5 separate regions of the Mus musculus genome follow, and regions 1, 2, 4 and 5 are each linked to region 3. The links are chromatin contacts, called in public Hi-C and HiChIP or PLAC-seq maps. All regions are on one chromosome and are shown on one strand. The core of a region is the stretch at or near the end of the contact, and the rest is flanking DNA. Distances in the headings are between cores, read along the strand shown.

The links. Hi-C and Micro-C count contacts between places; a contact is called where the count stands out from the background. HiChIP or PLAC-seq counts read pairs in DNA pulled down with a chosen protein or histone mark.
Region 1: a Hi-C map of cortical neurons shows a contact between it and region 3, with 2.1 times the contacts expected there. The contact joins the enhancer-like site here to the promoter of Npas3 in region 3. A contact is called at or near these places in 4 of 484 Hi-C or Micro-C datasets (cerebral cortex, cortical neurons, embryonic fibroblasts and 1 more), 3 of 115 datasets of contacts at active chromatin or transcription factors (embryonic hindbrain, neural progenitor cells and neural tube) and 3 of 9 other capture datasets (adipose tissue, liver and pancreatic islet).
Region 2: an H3K4me3 HiChIP or PLAC-seq map of neural progenitor cells shows a contact between it and region 3, with 23 read pairs. The contact joins the enhancer-like site here to the promoter of Npas3 in region 3. A contact is called at or near these places in 6 of 39 promoter capture datasets (the C10 cell line, cranial neural crest, embryonic stem cells and 3 more), 18 of 484 Hi-C or Micro-C datasets (the CH12 cell line, cerebral cortex, cortical neurons and 10 more), 19 of 115 datasets of contacts at active chromatin or transcription factors (astrocytes, cardiomyocytes, differentiating embryonic stem cells and 11 more) and 2 of 9 other capture datasets (adipose tissue and embryonic stem cells).
Region 4: an H3K27ac HiChIP or PLAC-seq map of stem cell-derived neural progenitor cells shows a contact between it and region 3, with 4 times the contacts expected there. The contact joins the enhancer-like site here to the promoter of Npas3 in region 3. A contact is called at or near these places in 3 of 39 promoter capture datasets (the 3T3-L1 cell line, HPC-7-derived erythroid cells and hippocampal neurons), 8 of 115 datasets of contacts at active chromatin or transcription factors (astrocytes, embryonic forebrain, embryonic hindbrain and 4 more) and 1 of 9 other capture datasets (liver).
Region 5: a contact with region 3 is called in a Hi-C map of embryonic fibroblasts, with 1.9 times the contacts expected there. The contact joins the enhancer-like site here to the promoter of Npas3 in region 3. A contact is called at or near these places in 3 of 39 promoter capture datasets (the 3T3-L1 cell line, the SN4741 cell line and hippocampal neurons), 6 of 484 Hi-C or Micro-C datasets (the HL-1 cell line, cerebral cortex, embryonic fibroblasts and 2 more), 2 of 115 datasets of contacts at active chromatin or transcription factors (embryonic forebrain and embryonic hindbrain) and 1 of 9 other capture datasets (adipose tissue).

The regions. Positions count from the first base shown.
Region 1 is chr12:53,402,570-53,408,055 of GRCm38.p6, forward strand. The region is part of intron 2 of Npas3 (neuronal PAS domain protein 3); the gene reads left to right. Among named protein-coding and RNA genes, the nearest start is that of 1700030L22Rik, 88 kb to the left of the region's middle. Within about 2 kb of position 3,547, at least 23 of the 459 cell types and tissues checked have an H3K27ac peak or open chromatin away from gene starts, as enhancers often do. A contact at or near this core is called in cortical neurons, neural progenitor cells and stem cell-derived neural stem cells, where this site is marked.
Region 2 is chr12:53,022,032-53,028,043 of GRCm38.p6, forward strand. It overlaps Akap6 (A kinase (PRKA) anchor protein 6), which reads left to right. Exons shown (of 14, transcript NM_198111.2): 9 at 3,690-3,810. Among named protein-coding and RNA genes, the nearest start is that of Npas3, 220 kb to the right of the region's middle. Within about 2 kb of position 1,405, at least 12 of the 459 cell types and tissues checked have an H3K27ac peak or open chromatin away from gene starts, as enhancers often do. A contact at or near this core is called in neural progenitor cells and neural stem cells, where this site is marked.
Region 3 is chr12:53,244,970-53,250,095 of GRCm38.p6, forward strand. It overlaps Npas3 (neuronal PAS domain protein 3), which reads left to right and starts at 3,463. Exons shown (of 12, transcript NM_001370962.1): 1 at 3,463-3,778. The coding sequence starts at 3,621.
Region 4 is chr12:53,444,609-53,449,945 of GRCm38.p6, forward strand. All of the region lies in intron 2 of Npas3 (neuronal PAS domain protein 3), which reads left to right. Among named protein-coding and RNA genes, the nearest start is that of 1700030L22Rik, 130 kb to the left of the region's middle. Within about 2 kb of position 3,708, at least 38 of the 459 cell types and tissues checked have an H3K27ac peak or open chromatin away from gene starts, as enhancers often do. A contact at or near this core is called in astrocytes, embryonic limb bud, neural progenitor cells and 1 more, where this site is marked.
Region 5 is chr12:53,419,816-53,425,380 of GRCm38.p6, forward strand. The region is part of intron 2 of Npas3 (neuronal PAS domain protein 3); the gene reads left to right. Among named protein-coding and RNA genes, the nearest start is that of 1700030L22Rik, 110 kb to the left of the region's middle. Within about 2 kb of position 2,441, at least 21 of the 459 cell types and tissues checked have an H3K27ac peak or open chromatin away from gene starts, as enhancers often do. A contact at or near this core is called in the SN4741 cell line, embryonic fibroblasts and muscle stem cells, where this site is marked.

The sequences.
Region 1 (5,486 bases), core at 2,297-4,796, 160 kb after region 3:
GGTATATTGCTTCCTTAACCATTTTGAGACCTCAGACCCTTTTGGAGATCTAACTACTGTTGCATATGTTCTTGTGTAAGGTCCGGTGTGGGGACAAACCACGCTGGCTATTTGAACACAGGGTTCCAATGAACTGATAAGGAAGCAAGGCAAGTAAATTGAAAGGAGGAGATGAGGCTCTTGGAATGTTAGGTAGAGAGCAGTTGTAGGAAACAAAGCAAGCACACAACATGATGGAGAGGCAAGAGGTGAGAGAGAGCTCGTGAAGCCAGAAGTCAGACTTCTGAGGAGACACCAGCTAGCTTGTCAGTGAAGACGGGGATGGGGAAGCTGGTTCTGTGAACTTACAAACACGGAACATCGACTTTGGCCATCTGCCTTTGATTAGAATGAAGTACCAGTGCTGGACAATGCTAACTGACCATGCAGGCCTACCGAGAGCAGGTCAGGTTCCCTTCTGTCGGCCTCTTCATCTCCTTTTGATACCCCTTATGGCAAAGCCTAACAGGGAGAAGCTGGCCCAGTAGGAATGTCTAAATGACTGCACCATAGGACACAGCAGAGAAAGGAGATCTGGAGATAAATAAGAGGGCTTAGTGACTGACATCATAGCTTTATGAGAATCTAGGCTCTCATAATGAAAGAACTTGAAATTATTTTTTTAAAATAGTTCCATTGTCATTTTGGATTAAAATGTGTTATCATAATTCACACAGCAAACCAACTCACTTTATAATTTATATCCCCATGAGCTATTTTTCATTATTATACTAATATTTTATTATTAATGTGCAGGTCCCTCAAAACAAAAGAGCAGGGTTAGTTTGAATTTACTTCACACAATTCTAAAAACACATCTTTGGAGGTCTATATATTGCCAGTCTTTTAATGCTCTTCAGAACATTTCTTCCGATGCCCAGGGAGATTCATTTTCTGAAGGACAAGTTGAAACTAAATGGTCATTCATGGCTTCCAGCAGAATGCTGAGGAGAGTCTGGGAGCCACTGATGGATAGTAAGCTCACTCCTGCTTGCAAGACGTGGGAGGATGAAGAACGCCACTGGTTATAGAGAGAGTACTTCTTACAAGAGCCATCAGCAGTGATTGAGTCATGCAATCATACAAATGCAATCAGCGGATGAGAACCCCCTTTCTCAGCCTTATTTACTCGATGTAGCATCATGAAGAGTATATGAAGCAGGCTCATTTTGTTTTTCTCTCTATGTGGTGTTCATATTAAAATCTACTCATTGAAAAAAAATCAAGTTGGGCACACAACGGTCTTAAGAGAAAACCAAGCAGGGTTTTAAACCAAGAAATTAAGTAACTTCTCATATAAAAGAGGGCTCATCTATGGAGTGTGCACTGGTAAAGAGTATAGGTGTATTAGGGTGAATAACAGTACTGTACTTAGAAGATGCAAAAATCGGTAATAAAATGAAAACCAGCCTGAGGAAATATCCAATAGGCTGGGGAGAGGTTGACATGAGAAGGTGCCGGAGCAGGAGATCATGACCCCTACCAACCAATGAGGGTTCTTTTCTGAGGGCGACATGCTAGAAGGAGCATTAAAAACTAGTGCTTATGGTGGCGCCACTGGCAGCAAGTGATTCCTATCAGTCAGTCTTCTTACTGTTAGGAGCATTAGGAAACAGGTTAAAGCTGGAAAGGGGATTAGGGAAAGGTAAAGGCTTTCCCTGAACCAAGGCTGTTCACTTTGGAAGCTATAGGCGGTTTGGATATTAGAAAGAGACAGTGAAACCATTAGAAACTTGGCTTTCTAGGTTGGGGGAGAGGACTTTGCCCAGGGGTAGCTATATTAAATACAGGCTACTCTCCCCAGATGTTTGTTGGTAGAGAAAGATCATGTGTATGGTTTGGTCAGCTTTTGCCCAGTGCATTTGAAGATGGATTGGTTTAAACACTGAGCAGGTGAGTACATAGGGCAGTTGTCCTACGACATCTGAGGTCAGGATGGACCAGAGCTTTTCTGTAAGATAAGGCAATGGGCATATGAAGAACTTCGGTGTTCTATAAGACATTAGAAGAACCCTGGTAAAGAAATCATGTTAAAAAAAACCAAATGCACACCACTTAAAGTCCATTCACTTGTGCTGCCTGAGCATAAAATAATAACTTAGATTTTGTTTGGCCATTTTTTCTGCAAGATAGTCTTTACTCTGTCTTTGTCTTATTACAGCATTGCAAATGATAATATGCTGTGTTCCATACTGAGTGGCTTTCATTAAGGTCTTATGCAGTGATCTAAATATATCTGGTGAGTTGTCCTAAGTCACTGTGTGAGAAACATCTCTTCATCTCCTTGATTTAAGGGTTGGAATATGATAGGTCCTCTCTGTAAAACTTGTCTTTGTTTTCTGAGACTCCAAGATCCAGTTCCTGTCCTTCCCTACCTGTTCTGGCTTAAATCTGAAGTGATCCCTTAATACACATGTGTTGATGGCTCCATTGTCAGCTGATGGTTCAGTTGAGAGGTGAATGTGTTATGAAGGTCCTGAACCTATCAGTTGGACCACTGATAAGTTCATAGATCACAGGCTTTTAAGAGGGTAGACCTAACTAAAGGAATTGGCAGTGTACCTTTGAAGGTCTATATGATGTGCCCCACCTTTCCCCTGATTTCCTCTTGCTTTGGCTCACAGTAAGGTGAACAGATTTTCTCTTCTAAATGCCACCCACTGTCCTGCTCAGCTGACAGCAAGCCCATAGCAATGGGCCATGGGTCCCGTAAACCTCTCCTGCACTCAGTTGTTGTCTGTTACTTCTCCACAGCAGGGACAGTGGCTGTGCCCCCCTCCCCCCAGAGTCTTTGTAGCACATAATTGGAGACATCGAGTAGTCATTCCCATGGGTAAAAAGTGAGCTATAAAACTGGTTGTGAGCTAGTTTTCATGGAAATTTGGAAGCAATTGTAGAAACCACTGCTGGGCTCAGTAAGAGCAGCTTCCTAGCTGGCAAACTTGAGCATTTTGCTGTGCTTTCCCCATAAGTTACCTGCTAATTGAGAAGTTAAATGAGGCACACACACATCCTGTACTCCACGAAGCTACTCTTTATTTATTTGGTATCAGGATCTTATACTTGTTACGAATCATGTATGCATAGTGATTTCCATAATTTCCCAAGAACTTTAAGATGAGCATGTGTTGTGGTGCAAATTGGAATAAAACTGAAGTAACTTCTAAAATGTATTATGTATACACACATATATGTATCATATGTTATGTCTTCAAAAGGCTGCTTTTGATTTTTTTTTCTTTTAACTAAATGACTGAGATCAGCCTTCTAGCTGCCAGGCAATGATAGCGGCTTTAACAAGCCCCAAACCGTCAGTAGCATAATGTATCACTTTCTTGTTTTCAGGAGTTTCCCACATGCCTGTTGCTAGCAGACAGGAAGTGACTGCTTCTCCCAGTCATTCATGGACACAAAGAGGTTCTGCCAGACTTTCAAAACCATCCCAGGATTGTTTCCCATCCAGCCAGCTAGAATAAAGAAGGGACAAGTTCCCGAGGGAGCTTAGAGTTGGCTCTGCCTAGAGCAGCACATAGTCCCTTCTGTCCTTGTTCTGTGGACTACAGGGTAGTGGCTTGGACACATTCTCTTGCCAAGGAAGCTAGAGTGTGTTGTCCCACTAGGCTCCCATGAACGGAATAGAGTAACACTGTAGAATGTTTTTATATCCCAAGTATTAATAAATACTGACTTAGAAAGTTTGAGTTAAGTCATGGCTTTGAAATATAAATCTACACTTATGATTATAGTCTTTGTTTATAATTAAACATCCCTCTTCATGTCAGCATTATTTCTGCATTGCACCAAAAAGGCTAGGAGAGTTTGAACAGTCAAAGAGGATCACAGTGGAAATGTATGTGAGAGCTGCAACCATGCGTTACCTAGAACACACTCAAATCCATGGACTCACACACTCAAATCCAACTGAAGTGGGCACTGCTTATTTCCAATAATTACATACTGCCAGGGCAGAGAAATTCCACAATGGTGTACTTTAGCTGTGAAGGTAGGGGCTATGCTATGTGAGTCAAAGAATTCAAAGTTGAAAGTATTTCTCTGTGGAACTCTTTTATGATTTCAGTGTATATTTTGCAAAAATAAAAATAAAAAAGAAATGAAAAGCTTGCTGAAGATTTGCTCATTTGTCAGGTATGACTTTGGAAATCCAGCTGTTGAAGGCCATAAACACCTGAGAATTAATAAATTCTATTGAAATTGTAACCTCATTTGATGAAAAATTGTGTCTTTTACTTCATGAGGTTATAATTAATATGTCCATTGGCCTTTTTAAGTACCTGAAAATAACTCCTGTCATAATGAAACATGTCACCAACAGTGACAGGGAAAAGCAGACTGGCGCGTGCCAGCAAGCTCTGCCTTGACATTTCTCTGGTCTTGTTTCACTTTTTCCTTCATTTTCATATCAACTGAGGCAGAAATAGTCCCAACAAAGTCTCCTGACAGTGCTACAGTTTAGGTGGATTGGGATGTAGCAAATGCTGTTCCCAGCGGGAACTCCAAGGTCATCTTAGTGAGGCTGGTGCTGGTGTCAGTACCAAGGTGAATCTCAGATCTGTGGAAATGGATTTCTGGTCTACTCACTCACCCACTTTCTCATAAAGAATTATGTTTAGTGACTCCTATCGAATGCTTTTTCCCCCTTCTGTTTCCCCCAATTTCAAATATGCACTTCTATATATTAGCATTACATAATATTGTAGTACCATAAGCCTACATATATGTTATTGTTAAATAAGTTCAGGTGTGGTAAGTGTTGAAGGTAGAGAGGTATACTTAAAGGGGTAAGGGGGTTTTCAAATAGCTGTTCAATGTCCCCTGACTTCATATCATTATCTCTAACCACGTGACAGCACCCATTTTTCTCTAGGAAGCAAGTGGCTATGACTCCTTCATGTGTTAACTTACAGATGACGTTAATCTCCCTGCTGTGTTGTTGTTTTTCTCATCTTCAAAACACCCCATACCACTATGCTTCTTCTGCATAGTCTACCTTATACTGCAAACAGCAAGCAAGTTGACTCTCGAAATTAAAGAAAGAAGAAAAAAAAAACCTTTGGTTATACATATGCTTGTTATTTCGCTAAGATCAACAAAACGCTTAGAAGCACAAACAAATTCATTAATTATCTTTTGCATCCAGGGCAAAACATAGCAGGCAAGTTGAAAAATGAATTGTTTATTTTTGGAGGGGCTGGGAATAAAGAACAATGGAACTTCCAAATAAAAGTAGTTGGACCTTTTTGCTGTGGGTTTGAAAATAAGTCCAGAAGGCTGAGCTTAATATAACATGTGGCAGGTGGCCTGCGCTTGCCTGGAGAATTCCTTTAGGGCAAGACTGCTCAGCAAACACATAAATCCTTTTTTCTCTGTTATCTGTAGCACATTTAGTTGCCATGGGGATTTTATTTATGCAGCAGATCCTGTGCAGT
Region 2 (6,012 bases), core at 155-2,654, 220 kb before region 3:
CCACACTGTAGCTGACAGGCTACTTAAAATGTATTACCTCTTAAAATTAATCATATCCTCTGAAAACACGTATCTTTGAAAATAATGTGAAGAAGGTTTTAATGACTTCCATGCCTACAAGGTTTCCTTTGATAGTGTTCACATAGAATTGTAGACATTTCTGAGTGTTTCCTAAGGATCAACAAAAAAAATTCAGCAATTTCTGATTTGCTACAGAGTTATCTATTTGATTTCACTAAATTTTGAAAAAAAATCTAATGTTTTCCCATAAATCTACAAATCAACACATGACCAGCATTATGAGGCATACATGCCTCCTTAAAAACCTTTCTTGTTTTCTGTATTAGGACTTTGTGATATATATTTTTTTGAAACATTGGTGCTAACTCTACACCAAAGAACCAAATTATGTTACCATAGCATTTACAAAATTATTTGTGAAATAGATTTCACAAATGCAATATCAAACCTAAATATCCTTAGCTGCAAAGAACAGTGTGTCTTGAAGATCTGCAGAGTCTCTTTGTAAGGCTTGTCCCTCATGCTCAGGTGTGGACTACCAGCTCAAAGCTGGGCCCAATAGCAATAGAGAGCTTGTTCTAAGGCCCTTGATAGGGAGACTAAGGAAGAAAGAGTTTGGCAGGCCTAGTAAAAGCCAGTGGATAACTTTCCATGATTCAAAGCCTTTTATGATCTTGCATATATTCTATATTTATTTCAAGACTATTTAGTAATAGTTGCTCATTCATATATTTTCTTTAACTTTTGTGTAGAAAAAAATGGATGAAAGGAATAAGAAGGTGTCTAATCAATTATATGCAATGGTTTAAATAAACAAATGTTTCCTTAAAATACATTGGGGGGGGGGACTTAGTAATTCCCTGCAAAGTGCAAATTAAAATTACTATGAGATTTCATTTTACCTCAATCTAAACGGCTAAGATTAAGAAAACTCCCCCTTGGCTTCTGCTTCAGTTCTTCAGGCTTCTGTCTTGAGCTCCTGTCCTGCCTTCCCTTTATGATGGACTGTAATTTGTAAGCTGAAATAAACACCCTGCACCCTGGCAAGCTGCCTTCAGTCACCGTGTTTATCACAACCCAAACCAAACTAGAACAGCTGGGAGAGGAAGAAAAGGACGAATTTTAAGATCAGCATCGAAGCTTTAAATATATGATAGCCTCCTTAATTAATTCATTCTCCTTAGGGAGGAATGACTTAGTGGATGCCCAGGTTTTCAGATCTCCTGTTCTTTTCCATCCTTTTCTCCAAAATGACAGCTGAGCCAATGAAGGTTTACACGACCTTGTGATTCTTGAATAGAGTGGCTAAACACAGGCTTTGGGTACAGGCTAGCTGGATTCTCAGGCAAGCTGCTCCCTGCAGACAGCTGTGGCTGTTTTACTTGTTGTTTTCTGTTGGCTTGATCAGACCGTAGAGGAATTCTTGCTGACTAAGCCCCATCTCTGCCCTCATGGATCCTACCAGTTTTCTAAGAAGCCTGGCATCACATGTTGGATCCCCACCTCCCTGTCCTTAGGTTCATGGTGCCTTTGTTGCCATGGAAACACCTCTGTCCAGTGTAGCCATTAAACTTTCAGAGATCTTGGAGTCTTCTCTTGGAGGAGATTAGGTAACTAGGATGTCAAAGGGAGTCTTAATCGTCTCCTTCCATCTGCACACCCCTGCTTGTTGCAGGTGCACCTCGTAAGGCAAGCTCCTTCCATAGTTCCTAGTGGGAGATGGAGCTGAGGATTCTGCGCTTTCTGCTTCCCCCTCAGCCTGCCTTAGATGCCCGCTCTCAAGGATTTGGGCCAATAGAGAAGGGGAAAAGATACATTAGAGTATCCACTCCTCCTGTCTTTCTTTGGTTCTTGTTCTCAAAGCCCACTGAAATGACAGGCTGGCCACTCACTCCTCCCTCCCCTTGCATTTAATTTTCCTCTGGATCCTACTCTGCACAGTTTGTGGGTGATATTTTACCTTTACTTGATTTTATTAGTAAAATATTGGAAGGTGTTAGGGGAAGGAAATGTTAGCCATAATTTAGACTGCATTTCTAAGTGACCATAGACTTAGTAGTTATTCTTTATTATTCACAGACTTAACTTTGAAATCCTGATGATTTATCTTTCTACAGTGGTTGATTTGTTGTTGAATGGGAATATTAATTCATATTTCACAAATATACTGGGAATACCTTGTGCGATCCAAGCATCAACAGCACTTGCTAGGAACACAGAATTGCATCCTCCTTCCTATGAGTTAGTACCTTCATTTTCCTAGAATCTTCAACTGTGTTTGTATCTCCACTGAGTCTGAAAGCATTGTCACAGACCACCATAGACCTGCTGAAGTTCCCGTGTGCCTTAGGTACCCATGTCTCTGGCATCTAGTGTACACTTACTAATAGTTCCACGATCAAGGATCTTTATAATTATGCTAAAACAATTGAAACAAAATAGACAGCTCCAGATCTAGTTTTCCCCCTCCCAGATCCACCTTAAACTTGTTTGACATATCTATTAAGATTAAGTATATAGTATGCATTTTTTCTGGAAAAGCAATCTGACACCGAGAGACAAGAACACAGCGGTAATGAAATCCCCCCATTGACTAGTCCACATTCGCAGCTGGGGTCACTACTCTATGAGCACTAGCAGGGAATCTACAATCTGTGCTCACTGAGTTTGACAAAACTGTAGCATTTCTCTTAGGGGTGGTTTGGAGGTGGGAGGACAAAGTCATAGTTTCCATCCTGCACTTTCATTTTCTGATCACAGTGTTTTAGAAGAATCTGGGCTTTACTTATTCACCAGGCTTTCAATAGAGAATCACATTAATCCTTTTAAGCTCCTTATTCTAATGATTTATTTTGTTGAAAACCATAGTGATACTCCTTTGAATTTTAATGATCGCTGGCTATTCAAAGATTCATTGTTTTGACTTCCTGTCCTTACCTTTGTTTCCTGCATGTCTGTGGGGAACACCTGTCTAATACTGGATCTGCCACTGGTTCTCGCTGGCTTACCAGAGTCACTCAAGCCTATCTCTGAGTGTTAAGTTGAAACGCTAGCTACTCATCCATGACAATAAATGTAGGATGTATGTTTGCAGAGATAGGCAGGTAGACAGGCGAGGGACGGATGAATGATTGAGTCATTTTCCGGAGAAAAGAATGTTTTTGGATTTGTTAGCATATGTTATCATTGTTGAAAATCTGGAAAATAATTTAGTAATAAACACTGAGGTGCCCCATCTAGGAAATTGAAATGAGAAAGCAGTTTTGGGTTTTGAAAGTGCTGTCTTTACCCTTAATCTGGGATTATGAAACTTTGGCAAATTGCTGGCCCTCCACTTCTCAGTCTGCGAAGGGATGGCATGCTTCCTATCAAGGACATAGTCACGGTTTCTTTGTTTGGAAAGGGGCAGTAGATGGTAATCACCATGACGTGGCTCAGGAGGGAGCATAGGAATTATATGTTGTGCTTTCCAAACCTGGGAAGTGGCTCTGTCACAGCCCTGCATTCCTGCTCTGTCCTCTGTGAAACCACACAGAGGATTTTCCTTCTCCTCTTACAGGTATTCACCCAGGAACACCCTGGGTTCTCAAGAATATATTATTCTAATATGAGATTTTTAACAACTACACTGTATTTATGCATAATACATTTTCGTGCCTTATCTTCAGGCTTCTGGACTTTGATTCAGAATATCAGGAGCTCTGGGATTGGCTGATTGACATGGAGTCCCTTGTGATGGACAGCCACGACCTGATGATGTCAGAGGAGCAGCAGCAGCATCTTTACAAGGTTAGAGCTACCCTTCCTGCTTTTACTTTGCGGTGGAAGATCTGATTAGCCTGACAAGTGTCTCTCTCAGGATAGCTTTGTGTTCATTGTATGTATCATGGTGTCTATTAGAATTCCCTCCCCTGTCCTCAAACTCATTTCCCTCCCTAGTGTGCTGACAGGCCGCACCGACATCATAATTCCAAGAAAGTTCCCTTTATCACATCCTGTTTGGTGTAATTCTAAAGAAGGACAAAGCTTTATCTTCAAGACCAATAGCAATAAACGAAACTGCATTAATAAAAAGACTGAAACAAAGCAAAGCAGAGACGGGCTGGTGACATTTAACAGGATGTGTTTCCATTGGAGCACTCAGGTAGATTTGGTCCACTCCTCAGAGCTTCTCAGAGAAGACAGAGATTTGCCTTCATTTTGACTTGTTGTTACCAAAGCACAGGGCTCATGCAATTTGAGGTATGTTAGTGATGCATACAACAGGCTCTCTCATTAAATCTGTGCATTTCAGGTTGTTTAAGAGTTCTCGCTTGGAATTCATATTGATCTCAGACAATACATCTGATAACTATCTATATTGCTTCCATGTCTGCCAGATCCCCCTTAACCTAGAGTGTTTTACCAATTCTACTTAAATAGCTTTAGAAATCCTTACAAAACAATCATGTGATTTTTACTGGGAGGAAAAATGGCTGTAAGCCTCAGAGTCCCTGAAAAGGCTGTGGGGGAAGGAAGAGGGACGTTCTACTGAAATATCAGGCTGCAGTAAATCTTCCTCATTTAAGCAATTTTTATTGGAGTAATTCTGACAGTTGTCATCCTTGAATTGCTTTGAGCATATGGCATATTTCAAAGAGCAGATTGTGAATCATAAAAAATAAAATTAATAACTAACCACAGCATCAGCAACAGTATAATGACAAGAAACAACTACCCTCTAGCTTTTTAAAAATCCTTATAGAATAAGAAGTATACTCAAGGTCAAATAAAAGTTATCTTCTTCAATTTTACCATTTTAGGTAAACCCTTCTTTCACAAAGTATTTTAACTTTTTTCTCCCTTCATGAGAGAGACATATACTTTAACAGAGTCTGATTGACATTAATTATTGTCCCTTGAGAATCATCTTAGTTAAGAAAAGATATAGGCTCCCTGTGGACTCCGCAACTGGGGACATTTTACTCTCTGAAGAATTCTGTATAGCATTGATGTCGTTCATTGACTTTTCTGTTTCCTGTATGGCTAGCTGTCCACAGAACCCAAATTGTTTTCCAACATACCACTTCCCAACTCACGTAACTAAAGCCAGGCTATTTCACATCTTATGTCAGGACCGGAAATTACATATGAAAGATGCTTTAGAAACCTGTATTAATTCAGTGCTAGAAAAATATTTTATTTCTGAAGCATCATCTCAGAACTTATTGGAGTCACGTTGCCAAATAACATTTCTTCTTGAAACATTTTGTATTTTGCCTATAAGCCATTATTTTTTTTTCTGAAACAGTGCTGTTCTTTGTCAAAATCACAGCCATATAATTTACATCACAATTAATAGGAAATCAGTGAATGAAAAAAGCAGTTGTCTTTTTTTCTTGTGGTTTTTTTGTAAGTGCTTTTCCTGAGAATTCCCATCCTGGTGAGCACTGAGTCATTACTCCACCCACTCAGGATGTCTGGGTTAAAGTATTTCTCCAAACCTTTTCCATACCGTGTCGCTTTCATCGGTGACTCAGCCTTTCACTGTGCCTCTGCTTCTAGGTGTTCAACATAGATATTCTCTTTGCATTTGGTTTCGTAAAGAAACTATAACCAAGAAACCAAAGGAAAATGCTACAGGTCTGCAAGGATCTTGATGTGAGCCCCAGAGAACTGCAGAGATCTAGAAACTTCCAAAGCAATCCTGGGGATATGGAGTTAGGAATCCTGTAGAAGTGTGGCTTTTAGATTAGAAAAAAACTTAACGAGGAGAATTGGTTTGAGGTCTTGCTCAAGAATTTCGAGGGCTCTTCGGGTCAAGTCAACATTGTCAGTGCTCGATTCCTGTGTTCAGATCTGCTTTCTGGGGAAGCCACTTTACTGATGACTTGGTAAAGGAGAATCTGTAGCCTGTTGCTCAAAGAGACTCTTGGGAGACCGGAGCTCTTTGGTTGCTCCCTGGTCTTCTTAACTTTATCATGCCACGAGACCACCTTGAGCATTTTTATC
Region 3 (5,126 bases), core at 2,213-4,712:
AGGATGTAAATTTGTGGACAGATCCTGCAGGCATCACACAATCCTTTTCTGTATCTCTACATCCACTAATATGTGTATTCGAATGGAGGGGCATGAAATGAGAAAGGATATAGTTTACTGGAGTCCTTCTGCTTGGGTAGCTGCCAGAACAACTTTCAAAATATTTCAAAACAGCTGCCAGCATGTAAGGATTTTAACAGGCAGGACAGAGTAATGCCTCCAAATCACTAATGAGAGAATAAACTTATATCTTGCTTAACATCCTTAGTGAACACCAAGATAAGCAGATCCTATATTTGCAAAGCAACCTTCTGAAATACTATATGTAAGAATAAAATACTGAAACAGAACATGCACGCCAAGGTAAGCTATTGTGGCACTTCTTCTTTGAGTATTTTTTTTTTTGTCTTTGTGTTTTAGCAAACGGTTTCTGGAGGGCAGCAGTCATACTAATTCTAAATATGAGTAATTGAAAGCTTCGTAGTCTGAGGTTGAATGTGCCCACTTCACAGCTTTGACAGTGTAGCATCCAATTGAACCGACTTTCAGAGGATGCAGTGTTAAACATCTGATGGGTTCTTTTGTGATAGTTTAGCCCCTTGGGCTTCTCAGAGGTGGGGGTGGGGGGGAACTCTAGGAAAGGAAGGGAAAATGAGCTTACATGTTTGCAGGCCAACTATTCTGCAAAATAACTAGTGGCTAGCAAAACACTCCCAGCTTCACCTAGTCATGGAATTGGTACTGAAGCAAAGAGGTGGTATTGTTTGTCCACAAATATATAACTCCTTGTTGATTGTGCAGAAAGATATTAAAAGAAAAACTTTCCTCTCTTTGCTTAAAAGAGGGCTTTTCTTTTTCTCCTGTTTTACTTGGTACATGGAGACTGCTTCAGCATCTCGGTTAGAAACATTAGAAACAGGTACAGTTAGAAAGATTGCATGGCACTACTGGTGCCCGCTACCCCCCAGATCTGAGTCACTCATTGGAAGTCTCCCTTAACCTGGTTTGCTTAGCTACAGGTGGCTATGTCAGCACTAGTGCCTCCCATGGGTCAACTACGCAGACAGATGCTGTTATATAGAAAGCCGTTGCTTGCTGAGGAATTCAGTTTTAACCTCATTCCTTAGTCTTTCGCTGGATTTTCTTTGGTTACAACATTGCTGGCCTTAACCCAGGTAGAAATGCTCTAAAACATCCCTGCCCTCTCCAGAATGGGTAGGAAGTCTCTGTCTCAGTAGAAAGCCTGCACAGAGCAAAGGGCTGGTATCTGAAATCCTTTCAGAGCTTATCCAAAGGTTGACAAGGCAAGGAGGTCAGAACTTTGGGCTGAGTGAGGGCCAAGGTCCCCCTGTAGGGGTCCTTAAGATGCTGGTTTCCACCAGCCCCGCCTCGCACTGCGTGCTCGACCAGGGTCTAAGCAGTTAGGTGATGCATTGAATGTCTAGTGCTTCTGCTTGAAAATGACCCGGAAGCGGGAAGTCAGGACCTTGCTTTGGTCTTCAACTAACTCGTGGGCTCCTTCGCACAAGCCACAGATGCTCATTACGATTCTTTTTACGTGCAACATGTGGGGGACGAAGCAGTTTCATATCTCCTGGTATTATCTGCCGTCCAAAGCATTTTCTTTGAGAGGAAAATGGAAACGCAGCTGCGCCGTGGGCTCGGCCAGCGAGAGCCAAGGCTCCCCCCTCCCAGTCTCCCTGTGACTGCTGGGCTCGGAGGCTCCTCCCGAAAGCCACTTGGGTTGGGGACGCCCAGAGGTTGCCCTGGCAGGAGCGGGATGGGGCCTGGCGAGGACTCGCCTTTGTCCAGCTCCTCTAGTTTCCAGAATCATCAGGGTGGGAGGGATAGCATGGGGCTGCTGCAGGGCGGGCATCTGGCTCTTAGATCCTGTGCGGAGTTGTCCTGCTTGGGAGCCTCTGTCACTCTACACCTCGGCAACTTCAGGCCAGTGGGTCCTGTCTCACTGGATCATGGTGGCCCACTGTTTCCCAGGCTCAAAGGGTTAAGCAGGAGCCTGACCGGGAGAAGCGCGATTGGCCCTGGGTCACGGCGGCGTGGAGGTCACAGTTAACTTGGGCTTGTTTGGAGGGTACAGCGACTGCCCTAGCCCTTCAGCTGCAGTGCCCAGGCCCTGAGTGCCAGATGGGAAGAGGGTACCAGAATGGGAAACCACCACTCCCCACCACCACCCAGCCGCAGCAGTAGCAGCAGCAGTTGCAGGAGTAGCAGCAGCAGCAGCAGCAGCCGCTAAGCTGGGCAGGGGCTTTGAGTGTGGGACATTAGCAGAGCTCTGTGTCCCTCAAGGGCTGCATCCGCCTGCTTCTCGCATCTCTGCTCCTGCTCACCAGCCAGAAGACAGGGGGAAAAGTGGGCAACCCGGGTCCTGGGGAGGGATGGAGGGAAACAATCAACTCCCACTCCCCCAACCCTAGCTCAGTGAAACCCAGTGCAAGTCTCACTAAAAAGGCGCATCCAAACTGTAAGGATCTCTCTTCACCCCCTAATGAAAGGCAGGCGTCACAATGTGAAGTAACAGGAAGGCGCGAGGAAATAAATGCACGTGTTTTCTCTTTTTGTTTCCTTGGTGTTTGGAATTCGCAGAGTTCTTTTCAATTGTGGCTACTAATTTATTCGTTTCCTCGGTCAAAGGGGGGCGTTAAGAGATGGATCATAGCGCAAACTAAGATCTAGCTGAGACCCCACCTCACAAGTTTCCCAAGACCAACTCTTCCGCTCACCAGGAGCGGGAAGAGCCCTTTCTTTTAAGCGACCCAAACTCTCCATTGTACAAAAGCGCCAACCCCCCGCCCCGCACTCCGTCGCCTTTGCAAACCACCTCTCCTAGATAACTATCAAGTTCTCCAGGAACCCAACTTGCGCTTGGTCACATTCGCTCTGCTTAATGTGGAGAATAGTGTCAAAGAGGGGTCCAGGCTGAAACGGGAGGCTCTGACGCCCCATTCCTACACCCGCGGGCTGGGATCCTGGTTTCTGGCAGCCTCGGAAGGCTGAAGCCAGCCCGGATGGTGGTTATTTCTCCAGAGAAAGGAGGAGAAAGAGCGCACCACAATCTTGCACTTTGGGTCGGAAGTGCGCGGTGTGTGTGTGTGTGTGTGTGTGTGTGTGTGTGTGTGTGTGTGTAGAAGAGGGAGGGAAAACGCACCCTCCACTGCTCGTTATTCCCTTGCACCGGCCAAGCGCTCGCCAAGCCTCCCGGTGCATCCTTCCTCCTTCACCCCCTCCTCCTCTCAGCTGGGCTCGCGCGGCGCTGCTGGAGCAGCCAGTGAAAGCAACATCCTGGAAAGAGGGGGGAGCAACAGTGCCCCCCAAAAGGGAGAAAAGGCCCCACCCTGACACGTTTTGCTGTTTGCAAGTCCCTCGCACACCCCCCGCACCTCCTCCTCGCCACCCCCCCCCACCTCAGCCCGCTGCGCGCACATCAAAGCGCCTCTCCGCCGCGCACAGTGGCCGCGGCTCACTAATGGGATTGCAGGCTGGTGCCTGGCTCCGCTGCTGCCGCCGCTCGCGCCGCTGCTGCCGCCGCCGCCCGAACCCGAGCCCGAGCCCCCGCCAGCCCGAGCCCAGAGCAGCCGCGCCTGGGGCTCCAAGCCGCGGCGATGATCCGAATCTTTCCGGATTTCAGCGTGCAGGTGACGGCCGCGGCGGCCGGCGGGGCAGCCGCTGGGGTACCGGCCGGTGCGGGCATGGGGAGGGCCGGCGCCGCGGCCAACGGCACCCCGCAGAACGTCCAGGGCATCACCTCCTACCAGCAGCGGTGAGTAGTCCCGTCCGAGCTGGGATAGTGCCCCCGTCTCGGGTACTGGGGTGGGACTCACTTTGCTCTTGTTTTGTGCCTTACAACACACATGCACCTCGTCAGGGCTTACTTTGCCTGCCCCTGTGCTATAGAAGGAGGGGGGGGGGGATACACAATCCGAATTGAAAAGCACTCTAGTGCACTGGCGAAGTGAAGTCATCCTTTGCCCTCTGCCAGGCCCCGAACGTTGAGCCTCAGCCCCGAGTAGCCAGAGAGTTCCAGTCAAGTCTGAGACGCTGCAGGAGATGCTTTTGCAAAGTTTGGGCTTCCTGCCCCCTTTCAGCAAAATGTTCTCAATGCCTCCGCGGGTGCGAATCCGCGCTGACGGACAGCCAGGGGAGCAATTGATCATCGGAGGCTGATTGATCATTTGTTTCCAAATAGGACAGAGACGATTTTCATGTGCAGAGATAGACTTGCGTTTCTACCTAATAGTGTGAGATCCTGTCACCTGTTACTACAGGGAATACAACGTGAAATCCGAATCTCTTAGGCGCTGTTAACTATCTTAAACGCATTATGATGCAAATGGATGGGATTCCGAGATCCAAGTTAGGAAGCAAATTTTACAAAAGTTAGGCTTGGTGGTGAAAGGGAAGTTTTAATATAGAAATTGTTTTTAGTTTTCTAAAGATAGTCTCTAGATTCAAAATAATTGTCATTAAAACACTGAGCAACCTTTGATTGAGGAAGGAAATAAAGAGAAATTTACCATCAACAGCTTTCTAACCCTAAAGTTTTCCCTTTAAGGATAACTTTCGATGTTCTAAGATTTTATTGAAAATGGGATTCACAAAATCGCTATGAGAAAAACTAACAATATAATCAAAAAGGTAAACTCTCTATTCATGAGGCTCAATTTTATGGTAGATGGAAGAAAAAAAAGCACATGAGAGTGTGAAATTAAATATTTGTGTTTCCCAGATTGTACACGATTAAACATCTGAGAGATTTGCCAATGGCATTTAACTTAAAATATACATAATGCATAATTCAAATTCCCATTTTACCTCATCTTTGAAACTTCATTGATTTGAGAGCCTTTGGTTTGAAACAATAGTATTTAAACTGCAAAGGTTACAGTAATCTGTCATTGCTATGTTTTGTGCCTTCTAACCAATGGCCCAGTGACCAGATTTTGCCTAACACAGTATTTTCCAAGTTCATGTAATTGCAAATATTCTGTAGAAGACTTCATTACATGCTCTGCTTATTGTCAAAAGTTTTAAAAAGAAGTCGTGGAAATAACTCTAAAGGGGCAAATCTTTGTCAGACACATATTTTTTATTAAATTATTTTAGTCATG
Region 4 (5,337 bases), core at 2,458-4,957, 200 kb after region 3:
TGATGGACTCTAGAAATGATTAAGAGGACAACTGAAAGAGTTCAGTAGCTCTAAGGTGGCTGCTGAGGCTGGTAGGGAGCTGGAAAGAGCGCCTGCTCGCTCTGCTGCACAGGATGCAAGCGGATGTGTGAACAGACAGGTAGAACAGTCACAAACTCTGAGTGCTGTGGAAGACACAGGCAGTGGCAGGGCATTAGGCACACAAGACACGGGGAGCAGGAAGGGTGACTAGGAGATGCCCTACATCCTGAGACCCAAAGACAAAGGAAGCAGGTTACCTAGCTGGTTGCTACTGCCACCAAGGGAGCAGTGAGAGAGACTTACTTCTGAAGAGATAGTCCACGGCACCCCGGGGCTTCCTGCGAGCTGACTCCAAGTGACTCTGCGTGCCTAGATGCCCAGTTTCTCCAGCTCTTGAAAATAACCTTTGGTCTCAATTGCTTTGGATGAGTTGTTAGTGCTGTCTGAGACCTGTTTGTTTATAGTCTTAGAAAAGCAAGCTTGATTACAGAGATGTTCAGACAGGCAGCAGCTAGCATCTAGACTGATCATCCCAATGCCTTTATATCTGCCTTTATATATGATGGTATTTTTCTCATTTTATTTTACCTACCTTGACTTCACTTCTTCCCCCTTTAAAATTTCCACCAAGGTGCCATAATTTGTTCATATGAATATCTTGACGGGCTTTTCACACTGGTGAGGCCTTTCTGCTTATAGAATTCTAGGCCATTATTAAATGTAGGATCAACAATGAGTGCATAATCTTAACTTTATTAAAACTCTCAATAAAGAAAACTAAGTACAATTCATTGAAAGGTATATTGGCTTCCTCAAGCACATTATGCCTATATTGAGTTTCTAGTTATTTTGTCATTTCCCTATCCCTTTGATGGCTACAACTTCTTCTTCTCTCCAACCAAACTGCAACACCTGCTTTATATATATATATATATATATATATATATATATATATATTTTTTTTTTTTTTTTTAAGTTAACCTGGAAGGAGTGTCTGCAGTGAACATGTTTTGGAAGGCTGACTGACAGGTCATCAGTTGGTCCCCATGGTGGCAGATGCCATTAAATCTGTACCTGCATCAGAGGTATTAGGTTTCAGGAGTTTTCTCTGGTACCCACCCCTCAGACATCCTCAGATGCTGGTTTTATTTTTATAAATTGCAGGTAGAACTGAGTATCCTGTAGCCTTTGGACAAGATTGCATCAGCCAGAGAGCCATGTATTAAACTAAAAGAACTGGCTGTCATGTGCTGGCACCCATTGGAAATCATGAAAAGTAAGGACGGATGTTTGAAGTCATTACTGTGGACATAAAAAGAGGAAGTCCCATCAGCACTTCTTAGGATCCTGGGAGCTGGACTCCCCGGCCACCCTTGTTTAGAAAAGGAGCTTGCAGTATTGCCTTGGCACAAATCCTCCACGCTCCACATTCATTATTTAGTCTTCTTTGACTTTTTTACAGACAAGCTATCTGGCCTATTGTGACGCTTCACACAGCCAATTACCTCAAGGTGTTTAGTTCATTTATTATTTAAAGCATAAATCTTGTACAGGTTGTCCACTGACGACCCTCTGAGTAGCTGTAACAAATGCCTTTCATCCTGGCGGCCTCAGTGCTCACAGACCTATCTGCTGAGCTTGGCAGGCGAGGCGAGGTGCCAGAGCATGGGAGATACCAGAGGTGATTGCACCTTACTCTCTGTTTAAAGGCGCGTGTGGAAAATGTGCACACCACTGCAAAACCCACGATGAAACCTAAAGGGACAGACGCTTTCTTTTAAAATGTACTCTATCTCTCCATAGAGACCTTGTTAGGCATGTTAGCTATCGTAACGGGCTGGGTCTGAAGCAGAGTGGTTTGTTTGTTTGTTTGTTTGTTTGGTAATAGTTCACAGTTAACTATTATGCTGAAGCATCCCTTCCTCTATTCAGGAGCCCATTTTCCTTCCCCAGCTCACATCAGAGCAGGGATACCCAGGGTCAGTAGGAATGACTTTACAAGGAGCATCTTCAGGAATGTGCCCTCCATGGCTGCGCTTACATGCTGTTAGTCTCTTTCCTACCCTCAACGTGCAGGTATTTAACTCCGGACTGGTACTAACTTCAGAGCTAATACTGAGCTGTTCCGCATCGATGCTTTCAGCAGGTGACTTGGACTGACAGTGTAAAGAAAAAAAAAATGTGGGAGAAAATTACCATTGTACTTTAGAATTTCTCTGATTGTATTGACTGATTGTGCTGTCATAAGAGCACTGGGAACCGGCAGGGGCTGTGGCCACTGAAGAGACACAGAATCCTTTTCAGAAAGAGCTTGTCTGATGGTTTTTGCATGGCCAAATATTTCAAAATGATAATAATGTTTAACGTGAGGTTTTAATTTGAGACTTGTGAAAAATCCCTGCCTTCTACAATTTGTCTTTTTGAAGCGTCTGCTTGTGGGAGGTTTTTTGTTGTTGTTGTTGTTTGGTTTTTGGTTTTGGTTTTGGCTTTGGTTTTGGTCTTTTAATGTTCCTCCTATCCCACAGGAAAGCATCGAACCATTCTCTTCAGATTCTGTCAGGAAAAAAAAAAGTGAAAATGTTTAAGTTTGCAAGAAAGTTTTATAAACATTTAAATTTTGTCAAGGAGTTTTATTTGCTGGACAGTGACACAGAGAACTTATTGAGAGACTCAAGATAACTAAAACTCTTTTCTTTATGTAACTGTCTCATATTCTTGATTAAAGCGTTTTCCAAAGAAGAAAATTTTTACCAGTCACAGATATTATTCTGAAATCTTCTAAACTGGAATTGAATGTATATAAATTTATACACTTTAAAATATCAAAATTATTATTAAAAACAATTACAGATATATTTCTAGTAGTTTGGTGGTAGAAAATAGTGCTTACTGAGAATGTGTCATGTGTCAGGTGCTGTGCTAAGTACTCGAAGGGATTGAATTCACTCCTCTAGTCAGATGGTGAGGGACCCCAGGTGCGGTGAAGTTGAATAACTTGGCTTTGGCTGCGTGCCCAGAGCTCTATATGAGGTGACCCAGGCTCAGATGCACAAACGCTATGTGTTCTCTTTCACATGAAAAGCATGGGCTCTAATTTTTATGCGTGTTCACTCTGTGAGCATGGATGTATGTCGAATGTATGAATGTATGAGTATGCAAGCACAGGCTCCTGACTCAGAACTCGATGCTCCTCCAGCAGCCAATTCACTCATTCCTTCTGTACTGGCGACAGAGAATTAAGACAATAATTCCCCTTTTCATGGTTATGCCATTAAGAATTTAATAGGACTTTTGATATAGAGCCATGAGAATTCTTCAGGGAATGGTTTAAGATGTGGAGGAAAAAAATGTATTGAAGAATTCTCTAAAAGGATAAGAGTCGAATTTAGCAGAGTAGAAGTTAGGTTTGGGGCAGAAGAAAATCAATCCAGATAAATGGGTCAGCATTCATCACTTGTTCAACAAATAGGTATTGTGCTAGGTGCCAAGCGTTGGGCCTGGCCCCTGAGAGTGCTGGGTGATTGATTTGTGTTAGGTTGACTCCCTGCAGGGATTATTCACAAACAACCTTCCCATGTAAATAGGAACTTTAATTACAGAAGAGAAGGGTTAAAGTCTTTCTGGTTGGACTGTGGTGTGGAGTTTTGTTTCCCTGCAAAACGGAGCAGGCTCTGAAGCAGTGTAACAAACCAGCAGGAAGCTGCATTCCACGGGATTTCTATGGGGACCACAGAGACTCTGTTCCAATGCTTAGGGCAGTGGTTTGAAGTTTAAAGTAGCTTCAGGCTAAAGTGGGAGCTGGATAGCCCCACTCAACTAAACTGTAAAACTGAAACCATGCACAATGTAAATAAAACTGGGTCCATAGCTTCCTGCTCATCTGGAGGCCTTATCAAGGCCTTGCTTACAGTTTCTTTTTGTTAAAAGAGAGAAAATAGTGGGAAATTGGGAGTATTGTGCCACACTGAAAATCTAAATATCTGTTTCTTTATTTGCACTATAACTTTTTTTGTCTGTTCAGTTAGAGGCAAATTGGGGAAAGCAGACCCTTCAACCTCCCTCCACCCCCCCCCCCAAAGAATCAACTCACAGGAAAAACAATACTTTCTGTATCAGACTTAGGCTCAGCCTGTCGAGGAGAAAGGAAGTCATGTTCTGAGATGAGTTTGTTTAGTACTTAGCTTCTGTCTGCCCTCTGTGAAGTACTTAGTATCTCTTGTATGCCTGATCAACAATGGATGCTATCTGTTAGTGGGAGAATCTCCCTGTCTTCTGGTTCCCCTGACACATTCGATGGTTAAGTTTACTAGGTGCCACCTTACTAGGTCTCTGGTCCTTCAGTTGCTGCAGCTGCTGAGGTGGTCATTGACATAAGGGTTGGCTTCCCTGGTCGGTAACCTGTGAGTCTTGTTGGATAACAGGCTTCTCAGTTATCACCATTGAAGTTCTTTGTTTGTTTGTTTGTTTGTTTGTTTTCGAGACAGGGTTTCTCTGTATAGCCCTGGCTGTCCTGGAACTCACTTTGTAGACCAGGCTGGCCTCGAACTCAGAAATCTGCCTGCCTCTGCCTCCCAAGTGCTGGCATTAAAGGTGTGCACCACCACTGCCTGGCACCATTGAAGTTCTTAATGGTATTGAATTTGGGCCCCATCTTTTTATTTGTGCCAGGATCTGCAAGTCCTATGGAGTCATATGGCATATTGTCTTCCGGTATGGGCTTCTTTCCCACAGGACATCACGCCACAGACTTCAGCCTTTAGCCAGTCCCAATGTCACCTTGCCTCATCTCTGAAACCTGTTAGAGTCCCTAGACACGCATTAATCAGCACAGCTCCCCTTTGTGTGTGCTTCTGTGGTAGCCTGAGTTCTGCCCTGTCCTGAACTCTTGGTGGATGTTTCTGTTTCCCTCAGTGCATAGTGGGTTCTTAGAGGGAGATTAGGAAACATCTAAGCATTCTGTATTCCTTTCTATTCCGTTTTGTGACCAGTCCCTGCCACTACTCTGTAAATGCTTGTTAAACTGAAGTGAATTAAATAATCTGCCCTTTTAACTGAAAGTACAGAAATTTACATTTAATGTAAAGTCTCTTTGATAGACACATCGCCTTCATTGCGGCTCTCTTCTAATGTAGAATTATGGCGCTGGCCCCTGTGGAACAGCAAGAGAGAGAAGGATTGGTATACATTTGATTCTGCCTCACTTATAAATTTGGGGGGGGGGGTGGGAAATACCAATGAAGTCATTTGACTAATTTTAAGACGTTTAAAGAATATGGAAATTGAGCTTAGGAGCGAAAGGTTAGCTGAGGGCGAGGC
Region 5 (5,565 bases), core at 1,191-3,690, 170 kb after region 3:
ACTCCATTGGACTCAGTGTCCACCTTCAGAGGAGTCTGGGTATTTATTCCATGCTCAAAGATGCTCAGAGGGTCTGCAGCCACAGCAGGGTCATTGTATGCTCCTGTTCAGAGCTGAGCTATGCCGACCCTGTCCTCCTATTTGTCCTTACTCTTATTACTTTCCAGTGTGTACACAGAACAAACCTAGGAGCTGGGTTCTGTGGGAGCTTAAAGTAAAAAAAGCACCATTTCCCTCAAGGAAAACTACTTTTAAGTCCCTTGTGTAATCATCTTCTTATGCTGGAGATTGTAACTAGGTCATCTCCTTGTAATTAGGCTGCTTTGTCTTCTGGACTAAATAAACACAGTGTTGGCTTTAATATAGGTCTATTGATAATCCTTTAAATGCTTGGCTTATGCAACCCCTCCTCACACTCTCTGTGGTCTCTGAAATTGAGCAGCCCAGCTTCACACAGCCCTGTGTTCCTCTAGACATTAGTCTTCCAAGGGTTAAACAGGATTTTCATGTTTCCTTTCATAATGCTGGCTAAACTGAAGCTTGGCAGGATCAGTTGTTTCATATTTAACAGAAAAAGTAGGAGAAAGTGGGTGGAGAGTGGGCTCTTCAGGAAGGTTGTGAATGGATGGGTTTGAAGTGTGCCCAGACACAGGGCTTCATAGGCAGACCGTGAGGACTGACTTCAGGGGCCATGACCCTGGCAAGAAAGTACCATAAGGGAGCTTGAAGGGACTTGATTCTTGGCTTAAGCTGCAGAGATTGTGGCAGTTGGGTTAGAACCTGGTGGAAAAGGAAGGAGTGTGGGAAGCTGAGAGAGGGAAGTCCCTGATAGTCTAGTGGGCTTGACTGCAGGCAGACCCAGGCACAGGTGATGGGTGACAGGTACCAGTTCCCAGGGTGGGTGCCTATTTGAAAAGGACAATGCCCTGGTTCTTCCTTGGGTTTCTGAGTCCAGAAGTAAGTTCGAGGAATCAAAGGTCTGCCCAGATAATCTTAAATATATAGTCAGTATGGACCTGTCAGAAGAGACTAGCCATTTTGGTCTAGAGGGTGGGAAAAGGAATATCGAGGGAAATGGAGAGTTGGTGAGAGAAACTGTCACGTGACCAGGAGCAGTGGATGCTGTGGACAGAGAAACTCCCAGGACTGTATGTGCTGAGACAGGAAGCCAGGCCAAGAAGCTGAGGTGAGAGCAGTTAGTTAAGAGGAGTTTGAGCCTCAGGACAGGAGAACGGTCATGGAGGAAAATACAGTTTGTGATAAATTTCTAGTGCCTCTGAGGACTGAAAGTGACAAAACATTTCACGATTTTGATTAGTACAGTTTCACTAAAGCATCAGTATCAAAAGCCAGATGACAGTGGCTTCAGGAGCAATTGGAGACAGGGAAACAAGTCACATTTGTTATGCTGCAAACATTTTACCAAGAACGTCATGTAGGAACCTTGGTTTTAAGCATTTGTCCAAATTACATGAAGCTGACTTGAAGTTCCTCCTTTATCATGTTTCTTAGCAGATCAGATACGCAAATATGCTAATGCAGTGCTCATATAGGTCGGAATGCTGTTTCCTCAATAGGTAAATAAGGTATGCACGGCTTATGAAGCAGAGCTTCGGTTCTTCTATTCCTATTCTGTGTAGTAGAAGAGATTCCTACACCAGTGTTACTGACATCATGATGAAACAATTCATAGCAACACAGAAGTAAACAAAAATGTATAATGAAATGTACCATCATATATTTATTATTATATATGTATTATGAGTAGAATTAGGACTAGGAATCTGTGGTGGGGAAGATATGCATTTTACATATATATAGCCTCACATAGAAAAGGGCAGAAAACTAGGAGAAATGAAAGCAAACATGACAGATATGAAAAGCTTAGGTCCTATATAATAAGTGAACCATGATAAAGTGCTTGCTTTAGGGGAGATTAGCAGCCTTTCCTTCGTAGTTGTGCATCTCTGAGTCTTTGAGGACCTGTTGGAGTTTGGCAATGTTCTGATTACAGTTGCTAGTGTTCTAAAAAGGCATTTGCTCAATCCAGCCTTCAAGTTTGGCAGTTCGCCTATGATAACTGATCTGGTAAATGTCTAAGCACCAGTCTGTGACTAATAATAAAAGAATTAATGTTGAAGAGTCATTTAGCAACATGCGTGTGATAGTAAATAGTGTAGAACAATACCGTGCCTGTTGTAAAGCACACATATCCATATGTTAAGAGTCCATGGCTTTGTAGAAAGGTGACAAGGGTTGAACATTTTAATTAGACAATGCAAATGACATGAGAAGAGAAACAGGAGTAAGAATGAGGTTTCCACCCTGCATGACTAGCCCTCGGAGGTTTCTGTGCGAGTGGAGACTGAGTAGGATGTACGTGGCAAGGGGGAAGCCATAGAGACTCCACACCTTAAAACCCAAGGCAACCGAGGGGCATTCCTGAGCCAGGGTTGTGAAATTGTGGGACAAGCAGCATATTACTAAGCAATGGCAACAGAGGTGAGTAAGAGAGGTGCTAGAGTAGCGAATGAAAGTTAGAAGACTTTGCTTAGGACCACCTAACAGTGCAGCTGACTTCTGGGTGAAAACTGGGAAGAGTCCCTTCTGGAAATCCATGGGTTCGGTTGAGTTACAGTTTTGTGTTCATAAAACACAAATTATGCTTGGACCATTACAAATGCATTTGGCCTCGGGCATCAAATCTTTCAGCAGTTTTGGCTGCTGGTTTTTCCTTCTGGTCGAGGATGGACACTTGAACTTCTTTCTCCCTCTCTTGCTCTGATGAGATTCTAGTCATGTTTTAGTTTGTATCACGGCAAAGAGGTTTTAAACGACCTCTTTATGAATGCGGCCGCTCTGCTTCCCTCTCATTTGCCTTGATCTCAGCATGACTTTTGACACTGTCAACCGCACTATCATTTCAGAGCGCTGGAGGGAATTTCCATTCTTAAACACTCAATTTTACATCAAAATAACACTTGAAAAGCACAGCTTTACGGGCAAATATATTGTCTAAATGTTTTTGTTTTTGTTTTTTTTTAAGAATGCTGAAATTTTTATTTAGTTAAAATAATAGCACACAGGGGCCTGATTATTTTAATTTTGGTTTGAAGATGGTGTCTACTTTAGCCAGTTCCAAGGAATTGGTTTTTGGTATTGTTTTGATATTTTTTTCTTTTTGTCCCTTTTGTCCTTTACTGGGGTCCAGGTCCAGGACCTCATCAATCCAGGCAGACATTTCCCTACTGAGCCCCATTCTCTGCCCCTCAGGATCTGTGCTGAAGATGCTTTTAAGTGGGAATAGGTAATGTCAGGTGTAAGGAGTCAGCAGACAAGCAGGCAGTGGAACTTAGCCTGTTTCTGTGAAGCAACCAGTCCTTCCCTACCCAACACCCCATTGGTACTGTACTTATCTGTTAGATCTCAGTAAGGATAGTGCCATGTCTGAGTGATTAGAACTTCTTACTGGTGAATGTGCTGAAAGAATACTTTATAAATGATGATCAAAGAGAAGTTATCATGTGTAAATACAAGCTTTGAGCTTAGAGCACCCCAGCCTTCAACTGCAAATGTGACCACACATACCCAACAGGGGTGTCCAACCTGCAGTGTCCGAAGACAGCTGTGAATGCTAGCCAACATTTTTGTCTACAGCAGCATCGTGTTTCACTGTCAAAAGGCTGGATGCCCCTGATGGAGCTTTTGGTCCTGGATTATTGGCTATCAGATTGATGGCAGCTTTTGTCCTTTGATGGTCCTTCCTTTGCGCATTAAGTCACATTTTATTAAGATTTATAAATGTCACTTGAAAACTGTCATGACACTTGCCCCTCCTGCATCCCTGCTTGAAGTGACAGTTTAGACATTTCTTTTAGTCATGTCTTTGCTAGACAGGTATTCTATACACATAACTATTTGGCCTGGCAGTCTTTCCCAACCACTTCAAGCCCTGACATTCCAGAGATTGGCAAAAGTGAGGCAAGCTTATTCCCAGCCTGATCACTGTTGGTCTCAGAAACGGATGGTGATGGCAGTGGGTGAGTCACACATTCTGAGTGAGTTTCTTAATGAAATACTGAAATGTGTTTCTTCTTGGCTCTTGCGATTTTTGCAACCTATCACATCAGATGTCAGTTACAGAGCTACATTTAAGAAATAGCAAGTTTTTTTTAAATCATACACATATTCATTGCTAAATTTTACTAAAAATATTTTATTGATGTTGTTATTATAGATGTCCAGCATCTTAAATAGATATCAGCTGAAAGATCTGAGCTGCTTTTGGAGTTTCTGATTTTAAAAAGTAAATATGATATAGGCTATTGATTCAAACATAGTAGTCTAAATTTGTTGAATGAGGAAAACCCTCACCTGAGAAATGTTTCATTAGACTCTTCGATTTCTAAAGAAGGAAAAAGAAAAGACCAAAAGAAACCTAATAAAATGTTAGCATTAGAGTAGGTTAGGGTTAAGTAATTTTGAAATAAATGAGTACAACCTACTGTAGCCACTGCTGCTGCATTGGTAGAAAGCACTAGGAGACTTTCAGTGGGAAGTGGGCCACTCTTCCAGTGAAATGGGCCTGATGTGATTGGAAATATTCTGAAGGTTTCCCAGTGGACACAATATGTCTCACAAAGAAAGGCAGTGTAAAAGCAGACGTTCTGTAAGTAGCCTAAGTACTTTGGCCATTCATTTGCAATAAAAATAAAGCCATAACCATGTTGATCTGCCTGTATATTTGTTAATACCATGCTGATAGAGGTTATCAATAGGGTTCCAAACAGCTTCCCATGTATGACTAATACACAATAATACAGTGGTAATTCAGTTTTATTTAATCCCATCAGCCACTTTAATGATACATGTCAGGGTCTCTACTTCACAAGCAAGGAAACTGAGACCTAGCAGTGGTGGCTGAGCCTCTGTCATGTTATAACCAGTCAATTATAGACCTGAGATTGGAGATTGGTATCTAAGTCAGCCTTACTTAAATCAGAGCTATGCAGTTTGCTTTTGCCAACTTTCTCAGGCTTTTTTTTTTTTTCTCTTGCTACTGGACATGCAGGGGCATGTTAGCTCAGCCTCTGTCTTAGCAACCACTGCTCCTGCAAACACAAAAGCCCTGGCCTTGGCATTTGAGATAGTATATGTTGTGTACCTGTTATAGTATTGGCAAGAACAATGTAGAAACATTAGTTTGTCTGCTCCATTAAAGGAGTCAGTTTTTATACCCAGTTTCTAAGATTTTGCTATAATTTGCTCCCAAAAAACCAGACTTAATTCTAATGACCCGACACACACACACACACACACACACACACACACACACACACACACACATACACACACATACACGCACACACACACACACACACACACACACATACACACACACACACACGCACACACACACACACACACATACACACACACACACACACACACGCACACACACACACACACACATGCACACACCTTATTTTTCTTCAGCAGCATTGACTGGGGAACAAGCTTCTTGGCTTGTTCTGTTCTCTTTAAAAGTTAGAAAATTATTTGAGT